Regions from separate parts of the Mus musculus genome. Here region 1 is linked to region 2. The links are chromatin contacts, called in public HiChIP or PLAC-seq maps. All regions are on one chromosome and are shown on one strand. The core of a region is the stretch at or near the end of the contact, and the rest is flanking DNA. Distances in the headings are between cores, read along the strand shown. Region 1 overlaps Maml2 (mastermind like transcriptional coactivator 2). Region 2 holds the start of Maml2 (mastermind like transcriptional coactivator 2).

Region 1 (5,086 bases), core at 391-2,890, 250 kb before region 2:
TTTCACTGATGGAGATGAGGTTTTGATATGAAGAGCCATCACCTAAAGACAGAGGAGTCAATGCTCTGGTGTGGCGTGTACCTCCCAGTCACAACACTCTCTCCAAATGGAAACATTTGAACCAGGAAAGAGGGGTATCAGGAGCCTTGGGTGGTAAATGAGAGGTGTACAAAGTCACTCACTTATTTGGGAAGAAAGCTTAGAAGATTCTCGAGGCCCTCTCCCAACAGAATAGAAGGGAGAAAACAATAGCTGGAGTGAAGACTCCGAGCAGCCACTCTGCAGAAAGAGAGATATTGGGACTGTGGATCTGTCTGCAAACTGTAGGGAACTTCAGGGCTGCAATTTTAGGGGAGTTGTTACGCATTTTGGGGTGGGCTTTCTGCTCTTACAGCTGCCTTTGAGTTAGTCCTGATCAGTCATCACCTTTGCTCCTGGCAGCAACTGCAGCAAAACCTCATTGGCTTGGCAGCTTGGATATTGCTGCAAGTGTTACTTTGGTCTGACATGGGTTCCATTTTGGGCATGAGTAGATTTGTGGTTATTGCAACTGCCCAAGAAAGATCTGTCACACAACATGTCAAAGCTTGGACTTGAAGCCAAGTTCAACTTCCTGGAAAACTGCCCTTTGCTTGCCTCCATGATGACCCCACACAGGTGATAGCTTAATATGTGCTATAACTCTGATTGATGGAATTACATATTCAAGGTTTAATTCAGAAATGACTATACTATTAATTACTGAATGCTTATTGAAATATACCAGATGCATGCGGCATATATATATATATATATATATATATATATATATATAGACATGCCAAGGAACAAAGTTAGCCTTGAGGCAATAAGGATGTGACTCAGTTGTTGAAGTGTTTGCTGCTCAAGTGTGAGGACCTGAGCTTGATCCCAGTACATGTGTAAGCATATGGGGCTAGCAGAATATGTGTAATCCAGAGCTGGGGAGGGGAGACACAAGGATCACTGGAGCATCTCAGGCCAACCAGTGCAGCAGAATTAGTGGGGCCAGAAAACAAACTGGAGTTTGATTGATAAGACATCGGATATGGATCTCTAGACTTTGCATGCACTGTGTGCATGTGCGCATGCTTCAATAGAAGCACTCATGAACGCACACACATGAACACAAACATGAACACACACACATGAACACAAACATGAACACACACATGCACAGTCCTAGTGATGTAGGAGACATGTCTTAAAGCTGAAAAGGGGCTAAAGTACCAGGTTGTATTTGTATGCTGAAGTGCTGATAATGGTGAGGAGGAGGGACGCTCTTGAGATAGAGTACAGGCTTCTGAGAGTCCCAGAACAAGCTGTGATTCTCTGAGGATGCCAGTGAGAAGTCAAAAGTGAGGCCGACTCTAGCTATATGAGCTGTGTTCATGAGAAGGATGGATGTGGACATTTGTGGAAATGTCTCAAGAAGTCCTAACTGAAACCATCAGGGAGTAGGAAGGAAGCAGCTATACACATTGAGGCTGCATGAGTAAATAAGTCATGTTAATACACACAGGGCTTACACGGCTGTTAGAGAATGTGGTTGTCCTGATGTTGATAGGTGGTGGTTCCTGTCAAAGTCTGTATACCCAACCGACATAGGAAGAGGAAGAGAAAATGATGACTGAGCACACTCTATGCCAAGGTTACATTCTATAATCCCGACACTGAAATGACAGAGATGAGAAAGAGGAAATGTCCCTATCTGTAATAGATTTACAATGGAATAGAGTAAGCACTCATAGCCCTATTCTAGGCTACACAATCTGGGGACACCAGAGTTACACATGTAAAACGGATTCAGAAACGCATCACGAGGCTGTCACTTTACTGAAAGCCTATCCAGATATACTGTTGCTTTAATGCTTGATCCAACCATAAAGGTGCAGTCACTGCCAAATTGCATGGTGCTCTCAATTACTTGAGTTCAGCTGTCAGTGGCAGGAGGTCCTTTGAGGGTTATGAGTCATTACCTAGGCCATGTTATTAAATGGGGAAAATATGTTATAATAGAATGTGACTGTCAATTTTCAGGGGCATTCCAGTCTCCTGGGAACTGAACCGCATCCCAACAGGACAGGGATGACATGGGGAGAGGAGCAGAGATGCTGGTGATCTGTGAGTTCATTTTTTTCTCCCAACTCATGTGGTAATGAGGGACTTTTTTTTTTCCTCCAAAATATCATTAGGAGTATTTGAAGACAGCCATACAGGTGACAGGTCACTGCTTCAACTACAAGATGTGTCGATGCTTAATCCCCAAGTTCTGACAATGTATGGAGCTAGGTTTTAATTTGGACCTGAGGCTTCCTAGGCCATAAAATAAACTTAGAAATAATACATGCTCTTTTAGAAAGGAGCATCCAGGTTGTGGGGTCCATTTCTATTACCTTTGAATATCTTTGCATTCAGTGGACACATTTATTCTGAAATTATCAGTAACCCAAAGCCCATTTCTTCAAAAGTATATTCATGGAACAACAAAGGAATAAGGGATGAAAGAGCAAAGAATATTTAAGATAGGAAACATTATTTGGGAATAGTTACTGCCCTTGTGTTAAAGGAAGTAGGGAAAACCAAATACTCTGAGATGTTAGCTTCATTTGTGTGTGTGTTTGTGACTGTCTGTCTATATGTATGCACATGGGTATGTGTCTTTCTTTCTGTTTTGTTGAGTATGGTGTGTCTGTCTGTGTGTGTCCATTTCTTTGTGTTTAAGTAAGAGCCTCATCTGGTATGCAATTCGAAATGCTGTTGAGGCCCACAGTTGCAATTGCTCCAAATTAAAGAAAAATAAATGATACTATTAAATTAGCCATCTTTTATGGGGATTTTTCATTTTTTCTCTTTTTGCTGACGTGCTAGGCTAGAACATCAAAGCATGCAGAAATTACAGGCAAACATTCAAGGTGCTTAGAAGACCAATGGGAGACACTGGTGGGCCTGTGCAGCTCTCCCAGACAGGGTTAGAGGGGATTAAAGACACACCGCTGGACTCGGGATACTCAGAGGTCGCTGCCACTATAAGGGCAGTTTTCCCATCAGTGGGGTGATTTTTATGCCTGTGGAGCAGAATCAAGAAAAAGTGACCCGACAAAGTGAATGGCCACCTCTGTGAAGCCACCCTGACATGGGTCAGAAGGCAGAGTCAGTGGCGGGATAAACACTTTTGGTCTGAAAAGTGAAATTTATCTCCGTGAGTTTTCAGGGATGACCTTACTATGCAGTGAGTCATCAGCGTCTGAGAAACATCTGAGGCCCTCGGGAATGTTAGGCAAATGGCTGCAGGAGTGCTTTCCCTGTGAAGGGAGATGTGGAGGCCAGCAGCCAGTGGTTCCAGGTGCCCCCCACAGCCACGAATACAAGGAGACAAGAAGCCAGCTTTAGTCACGTCTGATTGTGGGAAACATAAAAACACAGCCCGTTGTAGTGGTTTCTTATTAATTACCACCAGTGTTCCGAGAGGTAAGTGTTAATTGTCCCGTGTGCCTCTCTGTGGTGTGTGGTACCCAGTTTTTCTGTGAACTCTAATATAGATTAGGTTTTAAGAAGAGAGCAGGAGGATGGAGGAATTTCTAAGCAAGACAATTTCTTTTTTTTTTTAATTAGGTATTTTCTTCATTTACATTTCCAATGCTATCCCAAAACTCCCCCATCCCCTTCCCCCACTCCCCTACCCATCCACTCCCACTTCTTGGCCCTCGAGTTCCCCTGTACTGAGGCATATAAAGTTTGCAAGACCAATGGGCCTCTCTTACAACAGACAACCCATAATTCTGCATGGAACTCTAACACTGTTCCGAACAAAGAACCCACTTTTAATAGCTGTTGTCCAAAGGAACGATTATCTTTACAGGACTCTGGGCTGCACATATGCCTGAATTTGATTAGTCAGCACCCAGAGAAAGGCATTGTCTTCTTTTGTCCCAGAGCACTTAAGTCCGTGTGTCTGCCACGTCAGTACTGTTTTGCCTAACGTTTTATTTCTGCCCGGCGACAGAGCACTGCATGTTGTGACAATGATCTTACCTTTAAAGTAAAATGTCTGGCTCACCAGGGCTCACAGTGTCTTCTTCACTGATCAGTGTTCAACTCTGTGTCCTTTCTCCTCAGAGTCATAGCATTTGCTTTCTCTGCTCAGTGGTGGAGAATGCACGGGATGCTATGTGACGTGCAAGGCTGCTATAGAAAGCACACAGCACTCAGTCGACAGTCTCAGTGACAGTCCGAGGCAACACTCACAGGCGACAGTGAGTGCTTTCAAATGACTGTAGCTCCCAGACTTCTGAGCTCCACCGGAAGCCAAATGGAGCTAACTCACACCTACAGCCTGCCCAGATTATGGGCTCAAAGCACAACTAAATGTCGTTGTTGAAAGGCTCGTGTGTTAAGGTAAATTGTCATGCAGTTGTAGCCTCTTGTGCTTTTGCTGTCTCTATGCAACTGCTCTGGGAGGCAAATGCTTGGCTAGGATTCTACCAGGCTAGTGCTTGTTCATGGGAGTCTTTTAAGGCAGAATCCACATAAGATCACCGTGTCTCATCCTTGTCAGTGCTTTGTATTCTGAGCGGTGACTTGGGGTGGCCAACCTCCAGATCAGGATTGTATTTACAACAATATATATTGCCTATTTTTTTGCTTGGATCTATACAAACATTCCATGAGTCTAGTGAATTTTAACCAAGTAAAAATTTCATTCCTAAAACTTCCCCTTTTTCTCATCTGTTGCTACCCTACCACATATTTATAACATGCTAAGAACAAGCTAACACGGCAAAGAACGGTGCCTCTCGGCCAAGCATCATGCAAGAGTTGACACCATCTGGAGCAATGGTTACTGAAACTAAACTTATGTATGATGGCCTCACTAGGTGACACACTAATAGTCATCTGGGACTGGCACATTCCAGTCTGAGTGGAGCATAGTTAAGCTGCTAAGAAAAGAGTATGTGAACTGGGCTGGGGAGATGGCTCAGTGGTTAAGATCACCAGCTGTTCTTCCAGAGGTCCGGAGTTCAATTCCCAGCAACCACCTGGTGGCTCACAACCATTTGTAATGGGA
Region 2 (4,618 bases), core at 91-2,590:
TGAGCCTCTGAGAAAACACTTCCAGTCAGAAACTTACTCAGGCTTTAGGGTTTGGTGTGCTGTTACCAGGAGGGATTGAAGACGACATGGTGCCTCCTAGAACCGCAGTAACCAGCCCCCAGTGCTTCCGTGAGTGCTCAATTTGAGGATCCAAAATAAAGACTGAATTGGGGCCTGGGATGGGGGGGCCTGTGAGGACCCTGGTAGTCCTCTTCCCAAGCACTCCTGTAGTAGTCTGTGAGGTATTTCCCCATATGTTTGTTTAAAACTCTGGGGACACTGTTAAGTAATAGTCAATCACAGACACCCCTTAACTCCAGAGGAAGGTCACAAGAAGGGGAAGGAGGATGGGGCAAGATGAACAAGGTCAACTGAGCTAAGTTCCTGTCAAGTAAAGAATGTCTTGTTGGGCCTAATCAGAGTCAATATGCTAAAGCAGAGGGTTCTCAAGGGTTTTTCAGCTGTAAGGTCTTCTTTCACAAACTGTGGACTCTGAGCCTCTGGAGAACCCAGGCTCTTACCTCTTCACCCTTTGGGTGTAGTCCAGTGACAATGAGCACGGGTAGCTTTAAGAATGAGAGCTTACAACGACACACACATACCCAGCAACTTTTGAGGGACTGGTATCTTGGCTTCTTCATGGCCATCCATTCCATTCGAGGCCAAGACAGCCACCACTTTCGCAAAAGGCCACATGACTACAGCCAGAATCATAGGAGAAAAACAGGTGCCTTACCGCAAGCAGGGCTGAGTTCCGCTGGTCCCCCGGGGTCGAAGCTGGCGGCTGCTCTCGGTTTATCCCACCGTTATCATTACTGGTCAGCCGGTGCTGCTGATGGTGATGGTGATAGTCTGGTGGAGGTGGTGGGGCCGTGGCTGCCGCTTGGGAGGCCACAGGAGGGGCAGTAGGGGGCGGTGGAGGAGCTGTGGTAGTGGCAGTCGCGACTGTAGCCTTAGCATGTTTGCTAGCCTTCCTTGCCCCCTGACCATGCTGCACCAGGCTGAGAAGCTGCATGGTGCTCTCCCTCTCTCGGTCTGAGCTCTCAGCCCTACCACGTTCATAGCGTCCTTCACAGCTCAGGTGGTGCTGTCGGCAGACAGCAATGCGAGCCCGCAGGCGTTCCACAATAGCACTGTGCACTCTCGGGGTGACTGAGCCCCCTCCAAGGAGCCCCGCCCCAGAAGCCCCTCCCAACCCTCCTGCGGGGGCCTGCGGGGGCGCTGTGTCCCCCATCTTGTTGGACACAATGATTACTGCCTCTGGGATGGTGAGGTGCAAGAGGCTGGTGCTGGCTATTGCAGGCAAAGCTGGTTTCAGTGTTCAGGGCACATGAATAGAGGTCTCCAGAGGGTGGGGAGACAGTGAAGAGGGTGTGGGGGAGGGGAGCGAGTAACAAGAGGGAGGGGAGAAAGATTAGAAACCAATTGGAGAGAGGAAGTTGGAAACAAACCCTGATCAACTTACTCTAATTGCATTTGACAGCTCAGGAGAAGTTGGACGGAGTTGGTAGATTTTTTTTTCTCCCCCACCAGGCTGACAAGAGCCTCTAGGTACTTTGTAAACACAAAGTCTAGGGGACAGTTCAAGAATTCAGGGATTGTCAAGGAAGAGGCAGAAGCACGTAGCAAAAGGAATCAATAGAGTCATTACTAGAGATCCGGGCTCCCCCTCACCTAGCTGCTTCGGGAAATTATTTATAGGGGTATTTCTGCAGAGAAACACATTTCTCCTGGGGGCTGTGGAACCGGCAGCCTTCACTTTTCCTCAGGTTAAAAAACAAACAACAGGACTGTTTCCCAAGGCTCCCGAAGTCATGTTCAAACTGTGCGAAATCAGAGAAGACTATGTTGGTTTCTCCGTCCCTTCCTCTCCCTCCGGTGTTGGTGTTTTCTCCTCGGGGTGGGGGGACAGAAGGATGTAGTCCTCTCCCCAAAGAAGACAGCTTTTCAGTCTTAACAACGTCAGTAATTGGACTTCAGAACCATGCTCTTTTCTTCAAGCTAATCCAATCACCGGCAAAAGTCCCGATTCCCTCTTAGGTTTCTTAGTCTTAAATGAAAGCAGTCTGAAGTGGCTGGCTACTGAGCTCCTTCAACACATTTCCCCCTTTCCCACTTACGTTTTTATTCCTCTCCCCCTCCCCACTTCTATTCTAATACAGTATCAAGACAGACAAAGTCTTCTGAGAGTAATTTACAAACGATGGTCAAACTTACAAACTTCCAGCAAATTGCACCGAGTCATGTCCAGCCACTTTTCTGTCCAGTTTTGTATATTCCATGCCCGGCCAGTGGCTCAGAGGGTCTGGACTCCCAAAGGCAATGTGGCTCTATCTCTTGTAATGCTTCGCTTTATAGATGGGGCGGGTGGGGGGGGGGGAGAGAAGAAAAAAGTCGCTTGTATTTTCCTTTCTCTTTCAGGTCTGTTCCGAGCGCTTTCCTGACACCGACTCCCGCTCCTCGGACTCACGGCGAAACACAGGCTTTCATTGTGCTGCGATACGAGAGGGAGAGAAAGAGAGAGAGAGGGAGAGAGAGAGTGAGACAGAGAGAGAGAGGGAGCCAGCAGGCTGCAGATGGGGGAGGAGGGCGGGAGCTCGGGCTCCCTGGTGGAAGGCTGGTGCCGCTGCTCCAGTGAGTAATCGCAGCCAGGCGCCGGGGAACGGAGTGCAGAGGCCTCCCAGTGGCTGAAGAGGCATCTCTCTACCGCCAACTCTAGGCTCAGCCTCTGCCTGGGTGCTGCGATGGGGGGGAAGACTGGGGAAATTCCCCAGTCTCCTCCTAAGGGTTTGAGCATCTCTCAATGCTGAAGAAACTCCCAGACAGGCACTGTATTTTCCCCTTCCAGGCCCGCAGTCAGCCCTCCTGAGGACATGATTTTCGGTTTTCAATAAGCTGTAACGACACCACTGAGCACCCCCAACAAGAGCTGGGTGAGCACGGAGGAAAAGCTCATTAGCACAGTGAGGAAGTTGGTGAGTGAGTGCTGTGAGGTGCAGAGAGGGAAGCCCACCACTGTCTCCTACGGGGACCCATTGGTGGAAGTCAGTGAGTTTGGGCAACAGGCTTGAGCTGATGAGCAAATAAATCATCACGGATAAATAAACGTTTTATGAGGCTGATATTGTCCTTATCTTGAGAAAGGAAAAAAATCGTTTTCCTTTGAAAATTCACCAAATACAAGGTGTATTGTCAGTAGCTGTCTGCTTGGCAAATATAATATGCCACATGATTTCAAGAACATTCATAACAACAAAAAAAAAAAGGTTTTGATTTCTTATCTTCATATAGTGTGGCTTGTAAAATACTCAAGTAGATTGGACAAATCAGTGTGTACTTATCGATTACAGGGAATAAATTAAGATGGGCATAGTATTAGAAGCCAGAACCACCAAAAACTCAAGTGCTGTAGTTTATAAGTCATTTGGATCTGACGTTTCCAGACACAAAGCTTCATTTACTTAAGCGACTCTAGAATTTCAGCAGTATGATCCTGCTTCAAACGTGAACTATGGGTAGAAGCAAATAAAAATAATGTATCTCAAGCCTGGATTCATCCACAGTTCCATCTCCCGGGGGCTGGCCAACTTTAGCCCACTTTCACAAGCCCCAGGATGTTAAGTTGGAAATGGAGACAGGCACACTCAGACAGGACAGGGTTTGTCTCATCCAAAATGCTTGGAATTCAAAGTATTTCAGATTTCAGGGGTTTTGGATTTGGGGTTATTGACTTAGATTTAACCAGTTGAATATCTTTAATCCCAAATTTCCCCTAATCTATCATGTTAGCTCTGTTTAAATAATTCCATTCTGCAATATCTCGGATTGTTTTTGAATCAACTACTCCAGTCTGTACAACATTAGCCTTTTTTTTCTGAAACATCCTTCTCTCTGTGTTCTTCAAGGCCAAGTTCCTCTCCATTCACGTGGAGAAAGGAGCCATATTTGTTAGAGAAGAAAAATAGAAACAGAGTCATCAGGAATTATTCAAAAGTGAAGGCTTTTTGACTATCGTATATTTCATTTTTGAAAGCAGTGTTCAGTAGGCAGCAACTTCTACTAACTTCTACTTCTGTCATATTTAGCAACCATAACCAGTAAAAGACAACTCTGCAGTATTTAAATGTAAAACAGTGCTCACTCAATAGCCTGCGACAATACAGGTCTTAACAGTGTTGAGGACTTGGTCAAACAAACTACTCTTACTCCTAGGAATATAAATTATAAACTAGAATAATAAATTTGCTAAATTGAAATAAAATTTAATTGACATAAAATTGTTCAGGGTTTTAGGGTATGGCCTATTGTTTCAATTAATGTATACACTGTGGAATAAACTCTAGTGTGTGTGTGTGTGTGTGTGTGTGTTTTCTTTTAAGATATCTGAGTGCAGTTGTGTATGTGACCTGAGGACAGCACTGTGGAGTTAGGTTCTAGCCTTCTACTTTTACCTGGGCTTCAGGGGTTAGATTCAGGTAATAAGCTCACATTGCAAGTGCTTTTAACTGCTGGGTTATCTCTTCAACCTCTACCACTTTGTAATTTTGACAGGAGCATAAATAAAAGCTTGTGAAGCAAGATTTCAACAGACAGGCTTCCCTACTACATTCCAGTATAT

The links. HiChIP or PLAC-seq counts read pairs in DNA pulled down with a chosen protein or histone mark.
Region 1: an H3K4me3 HiChIP or PLAC-seq map of bone marrow-derived macrophages shows a contact between it and region 2, with 4 times the contacts expected there. The contact joins the enhancer-like site here to the promoter of Maml2 in region 2. A contact is called at or near these places in 1 of 39 promoter capture datasets (neural stem cells), 1 of 15 datasets of contacts at CTCF or cohesin (CD8 T cells), 10 of 484 Hi-C or Micro-C datasets (CD8 T cells, the G1E-ER4 cell line, LSK cells and 6 more), 21 of 115 datasets of contacts at active chromatin or transcription factors (the 230-238 cell line, CD8 T cells, the HPC-7 cell line and 16 more) and 2 of 9 other capture datasets (adipose tissue and liver).

What each region holds. Positions count from the first base shown.
Region 1 is chr9:13,542,500-13,547,585 of GRCm38.p6, reverse strand. The region is part of intron 1 of Maml2 (mastermind like transcriptional coactivator 2); the gene reads right to left. Among named protein-coding and RNA genes, the nearest start is that of Gm51666, 65 kb to the left of the region's middle. Within about 2 kb of position 1,640, at least 26 of the 459 cell types and tissues checked have an H3K27ac peak or open chromatin away from gene starts, as enhancers often do. A contact at or near this core is called in the HPC-7 cell line, bone marrow-derived macrophages and microglia, where this site is marked.
Region 2 is chr9:13,294,680-13,299,297 of GRCm38.p6, reverse strand. Maml2 (mastermind like transcriptional coactivator 2) reads right to left here and starts at 1,340. Exons shown (of 5, transcript NM_001013813.3): 1 at 737-1,340. The coding sequence starts at 1,234.